Regions from separate parts of the Mus musculus genome. Here all the other regions are linked to region 2. The links are chromatin contacts, called in public promoter capture Hi-C maps. All regions are on one chromosome and are shown on one strand. The core of a region is the stretch at or near the end of the contact, and the rest is flanking DNA. Distances in the headings are between cores, read along the strand shown.

The links. Promoter capture Hi-C pulls out the DNA fragments that hold promoters and counts their contacts.
Region 1: a contact with region 2 is called in a promoter capture Hi-C map of pre-B cells, with 5 times the contacts expected there. The contact joins the promoter of Spidr here to the promoter of A930007A09Rik in region 2. A contact is called at or near these places in 2 of 39 promoter capture datasets (liver and pre-B cells).
Region 3: a contact with region 2 is called in a promoter capture Hi-C map of liver, with 5 times the contacts expected there. The contact joins the promoter of Txndc11 here to the promoter of A930007A09Rik in region 2. A contact is called at or near these places in 4 of 39 promoter capture datasets (embryonic stem cells, hippocampal neurons, liver and 1 more) and 1 of 115 datasets of contacts at active chromatin or transcription factors (astrocytes).
Region 4: a promoter capture Hi-C map of hippocampal neurons shows a contact between it and region 2, with 9 times the contacts expected there. The contact joins the promoter of 2610020C07Rik here to the promoter of A930007A09Rik in region 2. A contact is called at or near these places in 5 of 39 promoter capture datasets (the SN4741 cell line, cranial neural crest, hippocampal neurons and 2 more).

What each region holds. Positions count from the first base shown.
Region 1 is chr16:16,142,672-16,148,131 of GRCm38.p6, forward strand. It overlaps Spidr (scaffolding protein involved in DNA repair), which reads right to left and starts at 4,180. Exons shown (of 20, transcript NM_146068.4): 1 at 4,074-4,180. The coding sequence starts at 4,106.
Region 2 is chr16:13,752,187-13,757,667 of GRCm38.p6, forward strand. It overlaps A930007A09Rik (RIKEN cDNA A930007A09 gene), which reads left to right and starts at 2,378. Exons shown (of 1, transcript NM_001357954.1): 1 at 2,378-5,481. The coding sequence starts at 2,458. The coding sequence ends at 4,368.
Region 3 is chr16:11,133,026-11,138,066 of GRCm38.p6, forward strand. Txndc11 (thioredoxin domain containing 11) reads right to left here and starts at 1,507. Exons shown (of 12, transcript NM_029582.2): 1 at 1,243-1,507. The coding sequence starts at 1,484. It overlaps Zc3h7a (zinc finger CCCH type containing 7 A), which reads right to left. Exons shown (of 23, transcript NM_145931.3): 23 at 3,569-4,460. The coding sequence ends at 4,271.
Region 4 is chr16:11,201,892-11,206,904 of GRCm38.p6, forward strand. It overlaps 2610020C07Rik (RIKEN cDNA 2610020C07 gene), which reads left to right and starts at 1,492. Exons shown (of 3, transcript NR_038156.1): 1 at 1,492-1,856. It overlaps Rsl1d1 (ribosomal L1 domain containing 1), which reads right to left and starts at 1,401. Exons shown (of 9, transcript NM_025546.2): 1 at 1,260-1,401; 2 at 427-566. The coding sequence starts at 1,364.

The DNA of each region.
Region 1 (5,460 bases), core at 2,930-5,429, 2.4 Mb after region 2:
GTTCCACTCTGGAAATCAATCTGGAGGTTCCTCTGAAAATTGGAAATATATCTACCTAAAGACCCAATTATACCACTCTTGGGCATATACCCAGAATATGCCCCACAATGCCACAGGGGCACATGTTTCAATATGTTCATAGCAGTCTTATTTGTGATAGCCAGAAGCTGGAAACAACCCAGATGTCCCATAACTGTAGAATGGATACAGAAAATATGGTTCACTTACATGATGGAATACTACTCAGCTATTAAAAACAAGGGCATCATGAGTTTTGCAGGCAAATGGAACTAGAAAATATCCTAAATGAGGTGACTCAGACACAAAAGGACATGAACGGTATGTACTCACTAATAAGTGAATATTAGCCAAAAAAGTACAGAATACTAGGAAAGTGGTACAAAAACCTTGTATAGTGTAAACTTCCTGAAATCTCTGAGGGTGAACCTAATGAAGACTCCTAGGAATGGAAAATAGAGTCTGAACTAGCCATTTTTTGTAGCTAGACAAGGCTTCCACTGGTGGAACTGGGTTGCATTCAGTTGAGTTGTTGGTCAAGGGGTTCCCTTGGAGTTTCCTAAACAACCCAGGATGATAGACGGTTGCTCTCTGAAAACCAACAGTGAGGCCCAATTGCTGAGGACATCTACACAGCTCATTGAACCTGGAGAGGTCCAGCTGGTGCCTGTATGGAGTTTTCGCCCCTATGTTCTAGTCTCTTTGGTATAGGAAGGTACTTTGCAGGCTACCAAAAGAGAAAGCTGGAACCTATCCTGCCCTGCAAGATGCGCAGAATTTGTGGGAGTGGCCAAACAATGTTTGGTTTAACTTGAGACTCATGCCACAAGATAGAGGCCATGACCTAAACTGCCTGAATGGCCAAGAACCAGAGACTGGAGAGCTCTGAGATCTAGGGTAGAACCAAATATAACTGGACAAAAAACAAAACAAAACAAAAAACAAAACAAAACACCTAAATGATCATTAATGATATTCTGCTATATTTACAGATCAATGTCTTACCAGTCATTCTCAGCGAGGCTTCCTCTGGCAGCAGATGTAAGCGGGTGCAGAGACCCAGGACCAGACATTATTCAGAAAGAGTCTAAATTGGAGGTCTCCATCGGGTCCCTCCCATAGGAGATCTGGGAACCCAGTAGAAAAGGGAGAGGAAAGATTGTGGAAGTCAGAGGGGACAGAGGACACCAGGAGAACATGACCCAACTAAGTAAGATTCACATAAACTCACAGAGACTGAAACAGCAAGCATGGGGCCTTCATGGGTCTGCAGCAGGTTCTCTGCATATATGTTATGGCTGTTAGCTTCATGGGTTTGTGGGACTCCTAACAATGGGAGCAGGTGTGTCTCTGACTCTTTTGCCTATGCTTGGAACTCTTTTCTTCCTATTGTTTCCTTGTCCAGCCTCTATACGAGGGCTTTCATCTTGTCTTTTTTAATCCTGTCTTGTCCTGTTTGACTGTTACCTCTTGGAGGCCTGCTCCTTTCTGAAGATGAAATGAAGAGGGAGTGGTTCTGGGAAAGAGCAAAGAGGTAGGGGATATCTGGAAGGAGTCCAAAAAGGGGAAACTACCAATAGCTGGCATTTCAGTACAAGGCAAAACATAGTTATAATACTCAATACTCAGTAATTAAATGCCAGAACCAGAAAGAAAACTGGATTCAATAAGGACACAAAAACATTGTAGGTCCCTCAAACTGAAGTGAAGATAAACTGAAATTTCAATAACATAACTGGAAAACTCAAAGGAAAGCCTAACAAGTAGAAATGAATCAAACAGAGGACAGAAGATCGGGACTGGAAGACAAAGTAGGGACTCTAAACCCCCCAAAAAGCAAAGAGTATGAATTTTTTAACTCACAGGAAAGGAATACACCAAGAAATCTGGGATACAATGAAAAGATCAAGCTTTCAAATAATTGTAATAGATGCGGAAGAAGAATCCCAGGTGAATGCCATAGACCACAAGATCTTCTCCAAACTAAGGAAAAACACACTCAGACAAAAGAAACGAACAGAGCATGAAACACAAGTCCAGTAAAGAAACTATTCCAAGGCATAACGATGTAGTTAAAACACTAAGTATACATAACCTGCCATAAGCCCTGCTCCCTCCACCAAAAGCAAATTAATTAGCCAACCAGTTAATTAATTAAATGAAAGTCAGGTGTGGTGGCATATGCTACTTGTAATCCTAGAAATTGAAATGTAGATCAAAGATGAGTAATTCAGAGTCGGCCTGTGTGACATGAGATCCTGTCTCATTTGCTGTTGACAAAGTTGTGAGCCATCCTATGGAACTAACAAACTGAAACTTACCACAACCACCACCACCCTGGCCCCTACCTCAGTGAATTTGGGAGAAGACTTCTCTGGAGAAGTCTTGGGAGAAGCTACAACCATAAGCTTAAACTACAGTCAGAATCCTGATAGCAATACTTGTGGAAAGCTGCTTCACTTTTGAGACAATCTTTACATAACAGTTAAGTAACACAACTACTGAAAAGAAAAGCTATTGGAAACTAATAAAATGAAGAGGGCAGAAAGAAATAACAAAAACAACAGATTTCTAAGTTAGGAAAAATTGCTAGGGCCCTGATAAGCTAAACAAATGGTTTCATAACACACTGTAATTTCTTTATGCTGTAGTGACAGCTAAAAATCGCAGTCCAGGGCAAACTCTTAAAGTTGTGAAAAGGCGCCGGGCATGGTGGCGCATGCCTTTAATCCCAGCACTTGGGAGGCAGAGGCAGGCGGATTTTTGAGTTCTAGGCCAGCCTGGTCTACAAAGTGAGTTCCAGGTCAGCCAGGGCTATACAGAGAAACCCTGTCTCAAAAAACCAAAAAAAAAAAAAAAAAAAAAAAGAAGAAGAAGAAGAAGAAGAAGAAGAAAGAAAGAAAGAAAAGAAAAGAAAAGAAAAGAAAAGAAAAGAAAAGAAAAGAAAAGAAAAGAAAAGAAAAGAAAAGAAAAGAAAAGAAGCCGGGCGTGGTGGCGCACGCCTTTAATCCCAGAACTCGGGAGGCAGAGGCAGGAGGATTTCTGAGTTCAAGGCCAGCCTGGTCTACACAGAGAAACCTTGTCTCGAAAAAAAAAAAAAAAAAAAAGTTGTTGAGAATAGGCACAAAGTCAAAATTTGGAGCTGGGCAGTTAGGAGAAGTGAATGAGCAGCTATAAGAGTGAATCAGGACTTTAGGGACGCTTAAATAAATGTATACAGTTAGCAAGGGTATCGAGGGCTGCAAGAACTAATTTATGTTAGATGTAGAAATGTTTTAATTCCTTGATTTTTTCATCTTTTAGTCTTCCTGAAATTTAAATTAGTCTTTTAAATCATAAGTTATACGTGCTTTTACTCTCTAAATAAGTTACAAAGTTCACAGTGTCATCTTTCAAGGCTATCTGAGAAATAAGTACGAATGGTAGTGTTAAGGGAGTTTAGCATTTAGTGAAAGGAAGAGCAGGTGAGGGAATGAAGCACCGTTTGCTGTTCTAAATTTTGAGTATTATGAAATAATCATCTGTAAGTGAGGAACTTTGAAAAGGCAAAATATGATCCAAGAGAAACACAATGTCGGAGAAATGTAGAGGATCGCTTAAATTTCATCCATGTAACAGTTCCTACAACAGTGCCTACAGTATACAGGGACTGCGGGAGACACGGGAGAAGCACGCCTCTCAGAAAGTTTAGGCGGGAAAGCAAAGTGTAGCAAAAGATGCCTGGGACAGAAGAGATACTCCAATACCCACTACTGTCTTGGTGTGTTAAGCAACAAAATAAAACGGAGGCAAATGAACTGCCAGACGCCAGCTCACACTCACTCCGAATCAATTCGTCCTCCCTGTCAGCCACCCACCCGCTTGGTTCCCAGGACCATTCAGCAGACCTGGGCAGAGGCAGAGCGAGGGAACCCTGCCTAGACCGACCGCCACCAACGGGCTCGTGCCGGTCAGACTGGGCGCACCAGCTCCCTTCACCGGACCAGGGACAGGCACGAGAAGCCCACAGAGGTTACACGCCCGCCCTCTGCTTTCATAGCAACAGCACAGCGTACCTTGGACGTGCCGGGGCGGCGGGCTCCAGACATCTCCTACGTGCACAGTCTTCCTGCTCGCCGCCCCATCCGGAAGCCGCCCATCACGCGCCCCGCCCCCTTCCCTCTGGCGACGCCCCTTCCCGCGCCCCGCCCCCTTTCCTCCGGAGACGCCCCTTCCCGCGCCCCGCCCCTTGCGAAAGCCGTCGTCTCAAGTTCCACGGGCTCAAACTGAGGGAGCTGCTGTCTAGGCTCTTCCTCTCGCTCTTTAGGGAGCCTGAGAGCTGATCTACAGGTCATCCTCTCTCCTAGCTAAGCAAAGCCTTAGAGCAGTAACCAGTGATGTGTTAGAATAGCGGGTCACCAAGAAGCACACTAGGCCCAGGCAGTTCAACGTGAAGAGGTTTTATTGAGAGGGAGAGATAAGGGAGTGGCAGAGAGAGAAGAGAAGAGAGCGAGGAGGGGGTGTTCTCCTTATTTATATGGAAAATGATGTAACACAAGTAAGGGTGGGAGGTGAGCCAAGTGAGTTCTGGGATATGGTGGTCGTTGGCTTGGCAGCCGTAAACTAGAATTCAATAATTATTGTTAATTAGTAATAAAACATAAGTAAGCCAGGAAAAGGAATAGTACTTCTCTAACTAATGAGGAATTCTTAAATATAAAATTCATAAATATCAAGAGCAAAGATTTCCTATTTAAAAAAAAAAACTATAGGAACACTAGTTGGATTTGTTATAAAGTAGGTTTCACATACTATAGATCTGGGAAAAGCCAGAGAGCTTACATTCTTAAATTTCTAGATGCTGGTTCAGGGAACATTTTAATGTGGAAGATGAAGCCGTTCCTTGGATGTTTTAAAGCGCTAGGACATAGTTGTCTATGTATGTTCAAACCAGCAGGACAGAGAGCTGCTACTTGAGTGGAAACTGGATTAACAGGGTTTCTAGTGTCGAAAAAAACACTAAATAAGTCCTTGTCAAGAATGTGTTTGCATGGGACTTAAGTAGAAACTAGATTAGCGGAGGCATATTCTATAAAGATATATATTGAAGAAAATATTAAATAAACTATATTGTTGAAAACTTGGAGTGGACAATGGAAAGGATTCTCAGAAAGTTGTATTTACAGATGTGTACAGAAGAGGAGCTTAGAGCCTGGGTGGTGACTTTATTCTCTAACTGAAAGATAGGCAGAGTGGGAAACAAGGCCCTTAATGAATTAAAAATACTACTGCAAGTGGAGCAGTTTTTGATATGCCATTCTGCAAAGGGGGACTACAGCATAGGAGAAAAAAGGACAAAATGACTGGCTTACTGACGTAACACAAGACAGTGGGGTTTTCTGTCTGCTTTGGGTTTCTGTTTGTTTCTTCCACTGGTTAGCTTGTTTGTTTGTGTTTGTTGAG
Region 2 (5,481 bases), core at 1,128-3,627:
GAATGGTAAAATTATATGTATACCAAAGCATTGTTTAAATAGCAGGGCATGATGGCTATGTCCATAATTTGAGCACTTTGGAAGTAGAGACCGGAGGATCATGTCATCCTCAGTCACATGGTGAATTCAAGGCGAAACTGTGCTACAGTGAAGCTATCTCAAAACAAAACAGTAATAATAGTTTAAGGCTGGCCTCGAACTCAGAAATCCGCCTGCCTCCGTCTCCCAAGTGCTGGGATTAAAGGCGTGCGCCACCAGGCCCGGCTCAAAACAGTAATAATAAAACCCTTGTTTTTAAATAAATGTATGAGTGTGTTTGACTTGTATACCTGATTTTATATATATATATATACATATATATATATACATATATATAATTGTATATATATGTGTGTGTGTGTGTGTGTTTATATACCTACAGTGATGTAACAATTTCTCACACATAAAGGGATCCTAAATGGAAATGGCTTGAGAGACTCTGGCAGTGAGCAACTGTTAGTACTTCTCAGTATAGCATCATCTACTGGCCATGTCACAGCCTCCTTATAGGCACCTGTTCTCTCATTTACAGAAGAGGAGATCAAAGCTAAGGGAGGTTAAAGATCTCAACTCAGGTCAGAAACTCAAATTTAAGCCTTCCTAATTCCAGTATAGAGACTTGCCTCAGGCTAAACTGGGCTAATTTCAAAGGATCTGACGAAGGATAACTCCAGCTTATCACCTTGCGGTCTACGTATGGCATGGTGCTGCACCCTTTATCATTAGGCAGATAATTCTGGTTGCCAGCCTTGAACACTCCTGCAGCCAAAGGGGAGAGATTTATTTCTTTTCATCTGGAGGTCAGACAGCAATGTGCAGAAGTCAGTTCTCTCTCACCATCACGTGGCTCCTGGCGACTGGACTCAGGCTGTCAAGTCTTTAGCTACTGAGCCATCATCCCCACCTGCTACTCATGTTTATAAGTTTATAACTTAAAATTTAAATTACAAAATAAAATTCTGCAACTATTTTGAAAAATGTCAAGCCTAAAGAACACAGGAAAGAACTGAATAATGAACACCTATACTTATTTCATCTATATTCTATAATTATGAACATTTGCCATATTGTTTTCTCTAATTATCTTTATACTTTATTAACTTTTTATTCTTTGACAATTTTATACATAGATTTCTTGATTATATCCACTTCCAACTTCCTGGACACACCTTCAGGTCTTTTTATTTTCATCCATTCATTTTGACACAGGGTCTCACAGTATAGTCCTGGTTGGCCTGGAATTCTCAAGTTAGGACAGGCTGACTTCCAACTCAGAGATCTGCTTGCTTCTGCTTGTTGAGTGCTAGGACTAAAGTCCTGCACTATCATGTCTGACCTTTTTAAAAACATTTTAATAGGGGCTGGTGAGATGGCTCAGCGGTTAAGAGCACTGACTGCTTTTCCAAAGGTCCTGAGTTCAAATCCCAGCAACCACATGGTGGCTCACAAACCATATGTAACAAGATCTGACACCCTCTTCTGGAATGTCGGAAGACAGCAACAGTGTATATAATAAATAAATAAATCTTTTAAAAAAAACACTTTAATAACCCTCTGATTCCAATTTGTATTGCTTGAATGCTCAGGCCAAGTAGGGACAACCTATCATTCTTTATTCCTTTATAATTTTCTATCTATACGTTTGAAAATGCTTAAGAGTAGTTTTCTCCAAGTATAGTGGCGTGTGCCTATAGGCCTAAGTAAATGTGGCCTGAACTACAGGCCTAAATCTATTTAAAATGTACCAAATGTTTTAAAATCCATCAAACACACACATAAAGGTCAACCTTTTTCTCCTTTCATCCTACCCTCTCCCTCCCAGCCTCTACAATACATGGTTGGTTGGCGGGGGTGGGGGGGGTGGGGGGGTGGGGGGGTGGGGTGGGGGGGGGGACGGACGGACGGACACGCGATGGGGTCTATTAGGTCCTTGGGCAAGTTTATCAACAGTCACCAGAGAAGATGGGAGTACAGACCTAACAACACTAGATGCTAACTGCACCTGAGGCCAAGAAGATTCTCGCCCCAGGTACCGCTAGTTTCATTGTCATAAATTCTACTTCTTTTTTTTTTTTTTTTCCATTTTTTATTAGGTATTTAGCTCATTTACATTTCCAATGCTATACCAAAAGTCCCCCATACCCACCCACCCCCACTCCCCTACCCATAAATTCTACTTCTTGATACACCTAAGGATCCCAGACTGAGAAAAGCTGCCCGGGCTAGCACTGGGCGCAAACGCAGAAGGTTCAGCAGGTCGTCGTGCGCACGCGCAGCTCCCTTGGCCCGCTCCAGTTTCCTGGTGTGGAGCAGAATGCCGCTTCCCGCCCCGCCCCTTGCGTTGCCATGGAGAGTGTCTAAAGCCCGCCTGTGGCAGCGCCCTGGGCCTGGTGTCCTCTGGCGGGGTTTGCGTGGAAGATGTTGAGCCTCTCGGAGCTTCCGCAAAAGAACACAGACTTGGCGGAGATGCAGTCCGGGCCCTTGGGTCGCTGCAGTCACTTTTTTTGGCTGGGCGTCGCCTTCGACGCGGTGGGTGTGGCAGTGCTGTTCACTGGCGTCTTCGCCAACTTGCTGTTCTACGACATGCTGCTCTATTTGGGTTCCATCATCATCTTCGTCAGTCTCCTGTGGTGGATCTCCTGGTACACCGGCAACATAGAGGCGCTCCCGGAAGACCCCTTGAGGGGGACTTCGCCCCGCGAGAGCGGGGTGCACCGTAGCGGCAGCCGTCGCTTCTCGCTGACCCTTAGGAGCGTCTCCGACACCTTTCAGCGGATTCGCCGGCGACGGCGGCGGCGACTCCACCCGCGGGTCGTCCAGCGGATCAGTAGCATCAGCTCTACGGACCCGGGGCAGCTAGAAAGGAACTGCGACGCCAGAACCTCGGGTGGCAGAGCGTTGTTCCGTTCAGCGAAGCCTGAGGCTGTTCTGAATCAGTTTAGCAGAGTCCAGACCTCTAAGAGCCTGCCTCTGGGCATTGTCCACACCGGTCTTTCCATTTGTACTTCTAGGAGTCAACCTGTCTTTTCAGTGACTTCGCAGACCTACCCTTTGGCGTCTGACAGCAATTCTCAGATGGCAATGTCCTCTGACAGCCATGTGTATTTGGACTCTCACTCTCAGGAGCACTCTAAAATCAGTGTGGCCTCTCAGATCTACCCTCTGGAACGAGAAGAAAGTCAGAGCCACCTCTTGGTGATCCCTGACAGTTTATCTATGGTACCCGTGACCTCTCAAAGCCAAATCCTGCCCTCTGTATCTTCTGAAAGCTGTGTGCCTTTGGGCCCTCACTCTCAGGGGCGCTCTAAGATCAGTGTGGCCACTCAGATCTACCCTCTGGAACGAGAAGAAAGCCAGAGCCACTTCTTGGTGATCCCTGACAGTTTATCTATGGTACCTGTGACCTCTCAGAGCCAAATCCTGCCCTCTGTATCTTCTGAAAGCTGTGTGCCTTTGGGCCCTCACTCTCAGGGGCGCTCTAAGATCAGTGTGGCCTCTAAGATCTACCCTCTGGAACGAGAAGAAAGCCAGAGCCATCTCTTGGTGATCCCTGACAGTTTATCTATGGTACCTGTGACCTCTCAGAGCCAAATCCTGCCCTCTGTATCTTCTGAAAGCTGTGTGCCTTTGGGCCCTCACTCTCAGGGGCGCTCTAAGATCAGTGTGGCCACTCAGATCTACCCTCTGGAACGAGAAGAAAGCCAGAGCCACTTCTTGGTGATCCCTGACAGTTTATCTATGGTACCTGTGACCTCTCAAAGCCAAATCCTGCCCTCTGTATCTTCTGAAAGCTGTGTGCCTTTGGGCCCTCACTCTCAGGGGCGCTCTAAGATCAGTGTGGCCTCTAAGATCTACCCTCTGGAACGAGAAGAAAGCCAGAGCCATCTCTTGGTGATCCCTGACAGTTTATCTATGGTACCTGTGACCTCTCAGAGCCAAATCCTGCCCTCTGTATCTTCTGAAAGCTGTGTGCCTTTGGGCCCCCACTCTCAGGGGCGCTCTAAGATCAGTGTGGCCTCTCAGATCTACCCTCTGGAACAGGAAGAAAGCCAGAGCCACTTCCTAGTGCCCATGCCCTCTGACAGTTTCCCCGTGGTACCCATGACCTCTCAGAGCCAAATCCAGGGATCTCTGGCCCAACAAAGCCATCTCCAGAATCTTCCTCTTGCCTCTCAAACTCCTGAAACTGATAAAGCTTCTAAGAGCCATACTTTGGCCAAGGGGGTTCCTGGGGTGCCACCTGGGTCTGCCCAGACTCAGCACCCGCAGGCCTCTTTAGCCCAGACTTCTCAGATTTCTTCACCTGTCCGGAAGGTTCCTAAGAACTAAAGTGCTGAAGCTTTGGAGACTCTCCCAGCACCCAGCTTGAAACTAACTCAGGAGCAACCTGACTCTTCATTGCCTGTCTTTAAGGCCACCCATTCAGACTCTCAGTAGTGTGACAGTTCTGGAAACCCTTCAGCTTTGGGGATAGTGAGGAAAAGTCACCCTTTCTAATAGGACTCAGACACCAGCCATTTGAATGTCTGCTAAGACCTTTGCCAAGTAAGTGGCTTGGAAGAAAAGTTACCAACATTATTATCCTTTTTATTGTTAGTGTTCTGGTGGCTTTCTCAATTCCTGTAGTGGGAGCAAAGTGGCCTTGGACTTCAGGGATTAGCGATTTTGATGATTTTTTGAGACCAGCTCTTTGAGTAGTTGAGACCTAAGGCTTTGACTACTTTATTGAATAATGAAACCTTTCGTTGTGTTTAAAATTAGAGGAGGGAGCCAGGGGAATATTATTCTTTTAGGAAGCTATAAGATCTGGAGATAGGTGGAGGATTTAGATTCTGTAAGGGTTCTCTTGGAAGAAGACAGCATTCATTTGTACAGGGACATAACGCCAAATGACATTGGGGAAGTTATTTCTTTTCAATATATTTGATTTTTGTAGAGAGGCTATCTTTTATTGGAGGCAGTGCCTTCCAAATGCCCCTTTAAGACCCCTTTAAAGCTTCAAGGCAAAACCTATTCCCAGCTAGACATTAATAATCTTCATATTCATACACTTTTCAGTGAGTCACTTCTACTTAATGCCAAGTGATATTAATTTCCTGTTTGCAACAGTGATAGTTGCTGTTTAAATATATCATCTAAATAAAACGTTTTGTACAATGTAAAGGTAAGCTTTGAATGCATAAGAAAAGTTGGGTGACTCTAAAGTGAAAATGTGGGACCTGAGCTAGCTAATTTACTTTCTCTTCTCCTCTTTCTCTTTCCTCTCCCCTCTCCTCTTCTCTTTCTTGGTGCTGTTTTTGTTTGTTTGTTTGTTTTTGTTCTTTGTTTTTGTGACAAAGTCTTCCTATATAGCCTTGGCTGGCCTGGAATTCACTATGTAGACCAGGTTGGTCTATGTAGATCAGGTTGGCCTTGAACTCATAGAGATCTGCCTGTCTTCCT
Region 3 (5,041 bases), core at 257-2,756, 2.6 Mb before region 2:
CTGAAGTAAATCAATTCCTTGACGTGGGAAAAGGACTGTTAATATGAATCCAAATGACAGGTTGCAACATTCCACCTTGTAAAATACTTTCTGTATTTTCCTTATAAAGACAGTACCAGTCTAGTTGCTCAAGATTCAAACTCCAGGCCAGGTGTGGTGACAAACACTTTTAGTTGGCTTTAAACACTTTAGCATAGCACCTAACACATTGCAAACACTAAAAAAACGAGTCTCTTCCCCCTAAAACTCCTAATTTTTGGCCCATCTTGACCTCAGGGATCTCATATTGTGTTCATTACACTCAATCTGTGCCCACATAAATCTCCCTCTGGACAGAAGTGCCAAGAGGATATGTCAAGTGATAACAGATTTTATAAACTGCAATGTCAAATGATATACTGATGATCTGAGGCAAGGAGTATAATTGAAATATAAACTTTGTATCTATCTACACAATTTTCTGAAAAGATGCACATTAGCTTCCATTCTTCCTAAACTCCAGCCTACTCAGGCCTTTTCCAAGTTTCACAAAAAGACCAAGCTTGCTCAGACTCCAGATCTTTGCACTTAACTGTTTTGTAATAGCTCTTACCCCAGCTCTTCCACCTCTGCCCCTTCCTTTCCTTGTGTAAGTGGCTAATGCCATTTTCCTATGAAGGCCCTTTCTGCCCTACCCAACCTCATCCTTCTATTCCCTGCATAGCACTTATTAAGGTCTCTGAAGTGTTTGTTTATTGTATATCATCACTTCAATGAGAACTCCAGGGAACGGGGATTTTTGTCTTCAGCATTAACGGGTGCTCAGTACAAACGTGCACTGTCAGTATATCAAAGGCTTGCCTGGATTCCCAAAAGCGACTAAGACCCCTAAATGGCTTGTGAATCATCACACTGCAAGCATTAAGGAAAATGGAATGAATTAAAACTGAGCATTATAGCCTGAGCAAGAATTGACATGTGCACCCCGAGAGACCCCAACAGGTGAGAAGCAGCTCAGAAACAGGGCCAAACGCCCTCGGTACATAATTGATATAGAGCAGCACCCTGGAAACGCCTCCACGCCGAACTAGGAGAGTGGGGGACCGCGGCCGCCGGGAAGGTCAAGCCTGTGGTCGCAGGCAAGGTCAGGCTCGACTTCCCCGAGGAAGACAAACAACCCTCGACCCCGGAGGCCCCGAGCTGGCCCCGCGCAGCCGGGGTGGCATAGCTCTGGCCGCGGAGCCTGAGTCCCGGCAGCCTCACCTGCAAGTGAACTTGAGGGCGAAGAGCAGGGCGCAGCCGAGAGCCACGGCCCCGCACAGCAGCTCTGGCCGCTGGCGCGCCATAAGCGAGGCGCCGCGCAAGCCGCGGCGGATCCGGCCCTCCAAGGACGCCGCCGCCCCGGCAGGGCTGAGGGAGCCTGAGCCCTTGGGGCCGCCACCCTCGTCCTCGGCGTCCTCGCTGTTGTTCCCGCCGCCGCCGCCGCGGCCTCCGCATTCCGACATTACATGCTCCCCGTGGCCGGCTTTATACCGTCGCTGCCGCCACCTCGGGCCCGGGGACCCGGCCCCGCACGTCACTCCCGGACCTCGCAGCCAGCGGCGCTCACTAACCCGGACTCTCCACGTCAGCCACACTTCAGAGATGCCCCGCCCTCCGACTCGGAGCCTGCGCGAATGCCGGCTTCCCGCGAAGCCACGCCCTTTGGGGGCCACGCCCTCGAGCCCATGGAGTCTGCGCGGGTGCTCGCAGCACTCGCGGCCGCGTCAGCCTTCCACCGGTCCCGCCTCTCTTGTAGCGACTCTGCGCAGGCTTGCAGTCACTCAAGCTAGACCTTGTCCTTCATTCACTGCGCTGACGCTACATCCTCGCGTCCGGAAGCTAGTTGGTGGTGTCTCCTTAGCGAGTCCTTCCGTTGGTCGGCCCTTCCGGGTACTGTTAGGGCTCAGATTGTCGCTAGTGCGTCAACACTGTTGACAGACCCTTCAGGACATGGGTGCAGTTTGTTATCTCTGCTTTTCAGAAAGTGGGGCGGGGAGGCCTCGTGCAGAGGCGAGAAGGACTGGAGGACACAGTAATAAAACGGAGACCGGGCTGCTCTGTAATGGGGTAGTAATAACGCTGCATGCCTTCTGCTTCAGTTTCTGCTTGCAGGATTCTACCTTGACTTCCTTCAATGATGGTAAAGTGTAACCAAAACAAACCCTTCCCTCCCCAAGTAGCTTTTGTTCATGTGTTTATTACAACAGTAGAAACCTTGAGACAAGTACTGATAAGTGGTAATTACATTCAACAAAAGAACCCAGCTCTAAGTAAAAGGATGGATGTATATTGTGTAATCCCATTTCTATGACCCATGCTTGATGGGCAAATCCACAGAAACATAGCAGACGTGATTAAAGTTTGGAAAGTATTGGAGTCAGGACATTGTCTGCCTCACGCCTCCAAGCAATAAGAATGCAAGGCCAGCCTAAGATACAGGGTGAATTATCTTCATTTTTCCTCCCAAAATTAGGTTTATATGAGTTGTGTATAATTTTTTAAACCAGGCTTAGTGGCACACAACTGTGGTCCCAACCACTCGAGAAAACCAGAGGACCACTTGTACCAGGACTGCATAGAGTTTTCAAGGCCAGACTATGAAATTTAGCAAGGCCCTATTTCAAAATAAAGTTTTGGTTGGGGCTGGAGACAAGGCTCAGTAGTAAGAATACTGCTGTTGCAGAAAACCCAAGTTTGGTTCTAAATTACAGGTAGTGAACTACCTCATACTTCAGGTAATCTGATGTCCTCCAAGGTACACACACATATAATTAAAAATAAAATCTTTTTGTAAAGTTGGTAGGGAGGGCAAAATAATCTAGATCAAATGTTTCCTATGTGGGGCTGGAGAGATTGCTCAGTGATTAAAAGAGCACTGGTTGTTCTAGAAGACCAGTGTTCAATTCCCAGCATCCACACGAGGCTCATAAAAGTTTATAGCTCTAGTGCTAGGGGATCGGACCTCCATGGGCACTGGTTATAATGTTGTACACATAAAATTGTAAGATTATTTTAACAAAACCACCCAATGGAGATAACCAAGTCCTAACATGTGCCAGTTAGTATTAGTTTTCCATACTATCACCAGAGTCCTGGAGGTGACCCCCATCTCCCACCCCCACCCCACACACTACTCACCTTAACAACCTGCAGTTTGCCCAAACTCTTTCCTAGGCTTCTCAGCATCCTACCTCTTGAGCTTCGTCCTGAGGAAGTGATTCTGATCAGGCAACTAACAGACTGGTTCTTCGTGGAGCCCCTGCCTCACAGGCAGCATGCTGAGCACCCTGGCCCACCAACCACTGCCCTGCTGCTTTCCTCCCTCCTTGCTGCTCCCTGCCTCTGAAAGCTATCAGGGCTGCAGGGAGACGAGCTTTTCTATGTGTCTTGTTCATAGCTATTTCTATGTTCAAAGGCACAGTGTCCACTTAACACAGACAAGGTGCTAGGCTTAAGCCCCAGCACCCCACACACCAAAAAGCAAACAAAACCTCTCTAAAACCCAGTTCCAATAACTCCTGAAGGAGAAAGGACCACACCAAAACTATGAAAGTCATCTCTATGTAAGATCTTTTATTACAAGCAATATTGGTCCATACACTACACAATACCAGCAGTACAAGTTGAATCTTTCAAAAATCATTATTTAAACAGCAAAAGACCAAGAAATAAAATTTGTGTCAATTGATTATTTTCCAAATATTGATGTGCATGATCATCATCGGTTCCCTTGCCACAGTGAGACAGACAAATACAGAAAAACCCATTTAACAGACACTAGTGCTAAATGGTTATTTGGCTTAAAAATCTGAGTTAAGAAAATCCTTTTTAGCAACCTACATACAGATAAGTAGCAGACTTTATTATATTAAATAACTTCATTCCACTAAAACACATAAGGAATTTCATCCATCATGTACTCCGATCCCACTGTGCATTACACTCACTGCTGTGGCTCTGACCTCAGAGTCATCCTCAACCTTACCCCTTCCCCAGCACACCTCATCCGAGCTTCTGTCCAACAGACAGCAACCTGGCAGCAAGTCCCTTCGCCATCTGATGCCAGTGGCTCCGCAAGAGCTTAGCCAGGCCTGTCAAACAGCCTTTTTCCTATCTACTGTGGGTTGCTGCTCAGGAGGAACGATAGATGCCAATCAAGCAGAAATCTGCAGCTCTTCTGCTGTGTGCCTCTCAACACTTGCAATTTTTCTGGTCAGTGCTCTGATTGGGTTACATAAAAGCCAGCATATTACTTTAAATCTTTAAACAAAAAACTATATTTTCCAAAGTCATTATCATTTGGGGCAATTAAGTGATCTTTCCGTGCTTTCTTGAATTTCATCTGTAGGGCCTTTCTTCTTTCTTCCCATTCATGAAGTTCAGCATTTCCATGTGCAAATTTACAGCTGCTTCCTTCTGTGCAGGAGCCATTTATATACCTGTTAGGAGTATATGATGCAATTAGAAATAGGGTCATGACTCTTGAAAACACATTCTCCTCCAGCTGTGTGTCTGATCTGCATACATCTTCTGCAGTCATAAAGTTGGCATTTTCCCTCTCTCTTTTTGCTGCTGGGGATAAAACAGAGGGCCTCCTGCCTACTAAGTACATGTTCCTAACCACAGAGCTGCATCCCAGACCCACTTAGGAAACGTAAGCCCGGGACATAAATCTTCTATGGACACAATATACACAACAGGGAATTAGTACTATGAACTATTTAAAAGTGTTTGTCCGTCAGCAAGTCCTGCAAGGGCTGGGGGCCTAGCTCAGTGAGAAGTGTTGGACATAAAGGAGGTCACTGGGTGCCCGGCTACATTGCTCTCCACCTGATTCCCTTAAAGAGTACCTCACCCAAACTAAGTGAGGCTGCTGGGATCTAAGCTCCAACCGCCCTCTGTCCCTGCCCTTCCTATAGGCAAACATGTCTGGCTTTTCACATGGATTTTGGAGGCTTGAACTCAGGTCCTCATGCCTGTCCAGTAAGTAGTGCTCAAACCTGCTGGATCATCTTCCCTG
Region 4 (5,013 bases), core at 242-2,741, 2.6 Mb before region 2:
CTTGCTGCTTTCCCAGGAGATCTGATTTCTGTCACCTGTACCAACACTGGGCTGCTCACAACCTCTTATCTCTGCAGTCTAGGTGGTCTGACATCCTCTTTTGGCTTCTGCAAGCACTGGACACATGTGGCCCACATTCTTACACTCACACTCTGAGTTTTAAAAATTAAAGGGGGTGGGCGGCTGGAGAGATGGCTCAGCGGTTAAGAGCACTGACTGCCCTTCCAGAGATCCTGTGTTCAATTCCTAGCAACCACATGGTGGCTCACAACCATCTGTAATGAGGTCTGATGCCCTCTTCTGGTGTGTTTGAAGACAGCAACAGTATACTCACATACATAAAATAAATAAATGTTAAAAAAAAAAAACAGCCAAAAAACAAAAAAATCCAACCAAACAACTCTCAAGAGATAAATAATTACTTACACTTTGACCCGAAGTTCTTTCTCTGGAATTTTCCATAATATCACCATTAAAAATAAATTTTCGCTCCCACTCAACAGCAATTCATTATTGTTTTTTTTGGACTTTGAGCGATTAGATATTACTTCCACTGCCTTTCTAATCTGCAGAGACAGAGAATAAGTTAATTTTCTCAATCTATGTTAATTGCTCCCACACAGACATATCTGCTTCCTTTGCTCCTTTGGGGGGCGGGGGGCGTTTCAAGAGAGGGTTTTCCTATATAGCTCTGGCCAACCTGGAATACTTAGTCCAGGCTGGCGTCGAATTCAAAAGATTCGCCTGTCTCCCGTGTGCTGGGATTAAAGGCGTGCGCCACAAAGCCTGGCGCTCCTCTTTCTATTGGGCAAATTTCATCAGCGTATCGGGATATTACAATTTGTACCCATTGCAATGTAAGAACCCGTCTAAAACATCTAAGGACTTGCTTCCAAAATCTGTTTACAGGTTGTCCTTTCTACGTAAGAGGACTATTCGGAAGCTTCTCCTGCCCTCTATGAGAAAGGAAGCGGTCAGGAAAGGCGCGTTGGCCCTGCTACCAACACTTTGTGCACGGACACATGACCTGTGATGCTGCAGAACCGAGCGCAGAAGCCCGCTTTCCACAGGAGGCAAACAGGCCAGAAGTGTGAGAAGAGCGAGCCCGCTGGGTGCGTTCCCAGAGGCCAGCCTCGAGCTCCGGAGAGCCCACGCGGTCGCGGGCCCACTTCATTTCCAGCCTCTCGCCCCACACCCTGCGCCGAACGCGGGTCCTAACCACCCTGCTTCCCGAATCGTCGTCCCCAAAAGCCACTCGCCTGCTCTCTGTCCAGCTGTAAAAGAGCGGTCGGGGTCACTTGCACGTCGGTGGTGGTCGCCTCAGCGACCGAGGCACTGGGAGATTCGGACGCAGAGCCCTTCATGTCGCCTCGTGTGGAAGGCCTGTAGAAGTCAGAGCTCATGCGCAGCCCGGAGGCCCGGAACCGGAAAGCAGTCAGTAACACTGCGAGGGGGAGGGGTATCACGTCATTTCCGGCGAGGCGCGAAATTAGATGTTGGGCCCGCCCTCTTGGGTAGATGGTGTTGCGGTCGTAGACTGTGCCCAGAGTTATTCTAGCGGCAGCATCTCCTTTGCCTCCGACTCTTTCTAAGGCTGCAGGCCTGAAAAACCCTGTCGCTCCTTCCGGAGGACACCGAGCGAGCGCCCTAAGGAGAGACTAAAGCCCTCTCTTCAATCCCGTGCTGTCTTCTGCAGAGCGGGAAGCCGTGGCTCCTCCATTCCTTTCTGGCTTCAGGCGTCGGTTTCCCCAAATTGGTGGTATTCCCAGGAAATAAAGAGAAACTGCCAACGCTAGGCGCGGGATGCTGCGCGAGAAACGAAAAAATGAGTCGGTCTCTCAGGAGCTTCGGCCCAGGTAAGACCTTGCGTGAGTGTGAAGGGATAACTTTAGTGTAGGAGAGAATACGCCAGAACGTCCTATGAGTAGTTGCCAAGCATGCCCACTGTGGTGACCGTGCCCAATACCCCGTATTCGAGGTTGTTCTCAGTCAGTTCAGGGAGCTCTCAATAGTACCACCAGTTTTTATTTTCGATTAGTTCGAGACAGAGCCTCTATTGAGACAGAGTATTATTGAGACAGGGTCTCTATTATTGAGACAGGGTCTCTATTATGGCAATTCTGGCTATTCTGGAACTCTATATAGACAGGTCTGACCTCGAACTCACTGAGATCCTCCTGCTTCAGGTTTCAGAGTGCTAGGATTAAAAGCATCCACCAATACGCCCCCACTTAAGTCAAACTCTTCCTATATCACCCAGGGTTACCCGAGTGAGCCTCCTCCTCTACGTCTCAGATGCTAGATTTACAAGAGTGAGCGAGTCCCCTGCCCCCACCTTGTACCGGCACAGTTACATAATTTATTTAGAAATTTTTATGTGAATGTTAAGGATAGTGACAGGTTCAGCTAGCTGTGTGGGAATAAAATGCTCTCCATTGTCAGATGTCTTCCAAAAGTGCTCCTGTGAAGGGACCATGCTCTGCTAGTGTCTGTTGAGGGAGGACCTTGTCCTAATTTAACTTGTAGAATACAAGTCCTTGGCACCTGCTTCTACTTGGCTATTTAGAATCTAGTATAAGATGGACTTTTAACATATTGCAGTGACTTGCTACACTGGGCTTGAGGTATGCAGGCTAACACACTCCAAAGAGCATTGGTGGTCTTAGGTGTTCTCTTGCCTGTATTCAAGTTTGAGAACCAGACGTTTTTGGTTTTTCGAGACAGGGTTTCTCTGTGTAACAGCCCTGGCTGCCCTGGATCTCACTTTGTAGGCCAGGCTGACCTTTAGCTCACAGGAATCTGCCTGCCTCTGCCTCCCAGTGCTGGGAGTAGGGCTTTTTTATTTTATGTATATGTTTTACTTGCCTGTGTATCTGTACACCACATGTGGGAAGTGCTAGTGTAGATCCTCTTAGAACTAGAATTACAGATGGTTGGAAACCACCGTGCGAATGCTGAGAATCAAACTGTAGTCTTCTGGAAGAGCAAGCAGTACTCTTGACACCATCTCTCCAGCCCCAAGCACCAGACTTTTGAGCCAAGGAAATTCCATGAATTCAGATGATAGATCCTTGAGGCGATTGGAAACAGTAAGTGTCTAGAGCCAAAGAATTGCAAAATTGAAGAAATAGGCTTTTAAAACTGACAGGGGGCCTAGTTACCAAACTTCACTTACATTCTGGGCTACAGAACAATACTCTCATCTCAGTGTCATTTCTGAAATTAGACTTATGATTACTGTTAGGCGTGTAATTTTTGTCTTTACAACTCCCTCTCATTCACTCATTTGTAAGGTGGCCCTCCCTAGAGAGAGGGAAGCCAGATGCTATGCTGTGAGACTACGTGGGCAGCCAGCTAGTAACCACATGCATGAAGGTGGAAGGAAAGCCTTCTTTGTAGACACAAGAGAGACTCCAAGTCAGAGCCCTTTAGCTGTGCTGCTCCTAGCTTTCTCATAAAACACAAATAAGCCTTTGCTAATTTTAGCTGCCGTTCTCTATCAATAGGTATTTGATAGAAATTTATAGCCCTCCCACTCACATATTCAACTGTATAATTAATATTTGAACTTTTGTACCTCCCATTCACCATTTTTACCATGATCTCATATGATGCCCTCAGCTTGCCCTTGTATTTCCTTTCTCAGTATTGAATACTTCTAAGACAAAGAGAGTTATTTGTAAGTCTTTTCTCTTCATCCCTCAGTTTGATGAATAATAGTCTGCAGTGTGGGCTTGGCGGCTCACATCCCTAACACCAACACTCAGAATTATAGGATTAAGGATTTCAACGTAAGCCTTAGCCACCTGGCACGGTTAAGGCCGGTCTAAGCAACATGAGACCATTTCAAAATAAAGCCTTGGAGATACATGGAAACCTAGATAATCCACAAATTCCTGAGCATGAATTACTGGACAAATGGGCAATACTAATAATTATTAATAAGATTTAAAAATGAAGAAAAAGGAACAGATTTGGAAGCTATTGGAATGAGTTCTTTTTTTTTTTAATTTTTTTTTTTAATTTTTTTTTTATTAGGTATTTTCCTCGTTTACATTTTCAATGCTATCCCAAAGGTCCCCCATACCCACCCCCCGGAATGAGTTCTTTGGTGGGATGACTCAGTGGGTCCAGATACCTGCCATCAGACCTGTAACCTGAGTTTGATTCAAAGAATCTACATCATGAATAGAGAAATCAGACCCCTGCAAGTTGCCCTCAGATTTCCACATGTGAGTTCTGGCCCATGAGCCATGGCACAGATGTGCCCACGTGAATGCATACACACAAGAAAATGCAATTAAGAAACAATTTTAAAAATACTCTTTTTCACTATTTCAAGCTTAAAGTTCCAGTGCTATATCTAAGTAATTCTGGGATGTGGAGAAAGATGTTTCTGAGAAAAAAAGAAAGCTTAAACATCATCTGCATAAGGATGGTTACAGCTGTGGAAGTAGATGAGAAATAGAGAGCCAAAACAGAGCCATCAAGAAATCTTTAATTGTGGATTAGAAGAGAAGAGAGTTAAGGAAAAGAGAAGAAAGTGTGGGTTGGGGACACAGACCCAGCATAAGAATGGCCATTCTCATCCAAACTACCACACCAGCTAGCACAATATCTCATATCAACCTCCTCCAGTATCTCCTCATATTTGGAACACATTTTAATTGATGGATGAACAGGGGGCAGGACTGTTAGAAATAATGGGAGGTATGGCCTTGTTGGAGGAAGTGTGTCACTGAAGGTAAGCTTTGAGGTTCCAAACGCTCGAGCCAGGCCAGGGTCTCTCTCTCCCTGCTTCCTGCGGCTGTGGAATCTGGGTGTGTTTCTCTCCAGCACCACATCTGGGTGGATTCTGCCCTACTCCTGCCATGATAATGGACTGATAACCCCCTCAAACTGTAAGCAAGCTCCAATTAGATGTTTTCCTTTATAAGAGTTGTATTGGTTATGGGATCTCTCTTTTTTTTTTTTTTTTTTTTGAGACAGGGTTTCTCTGTGTAGCCCTGGATG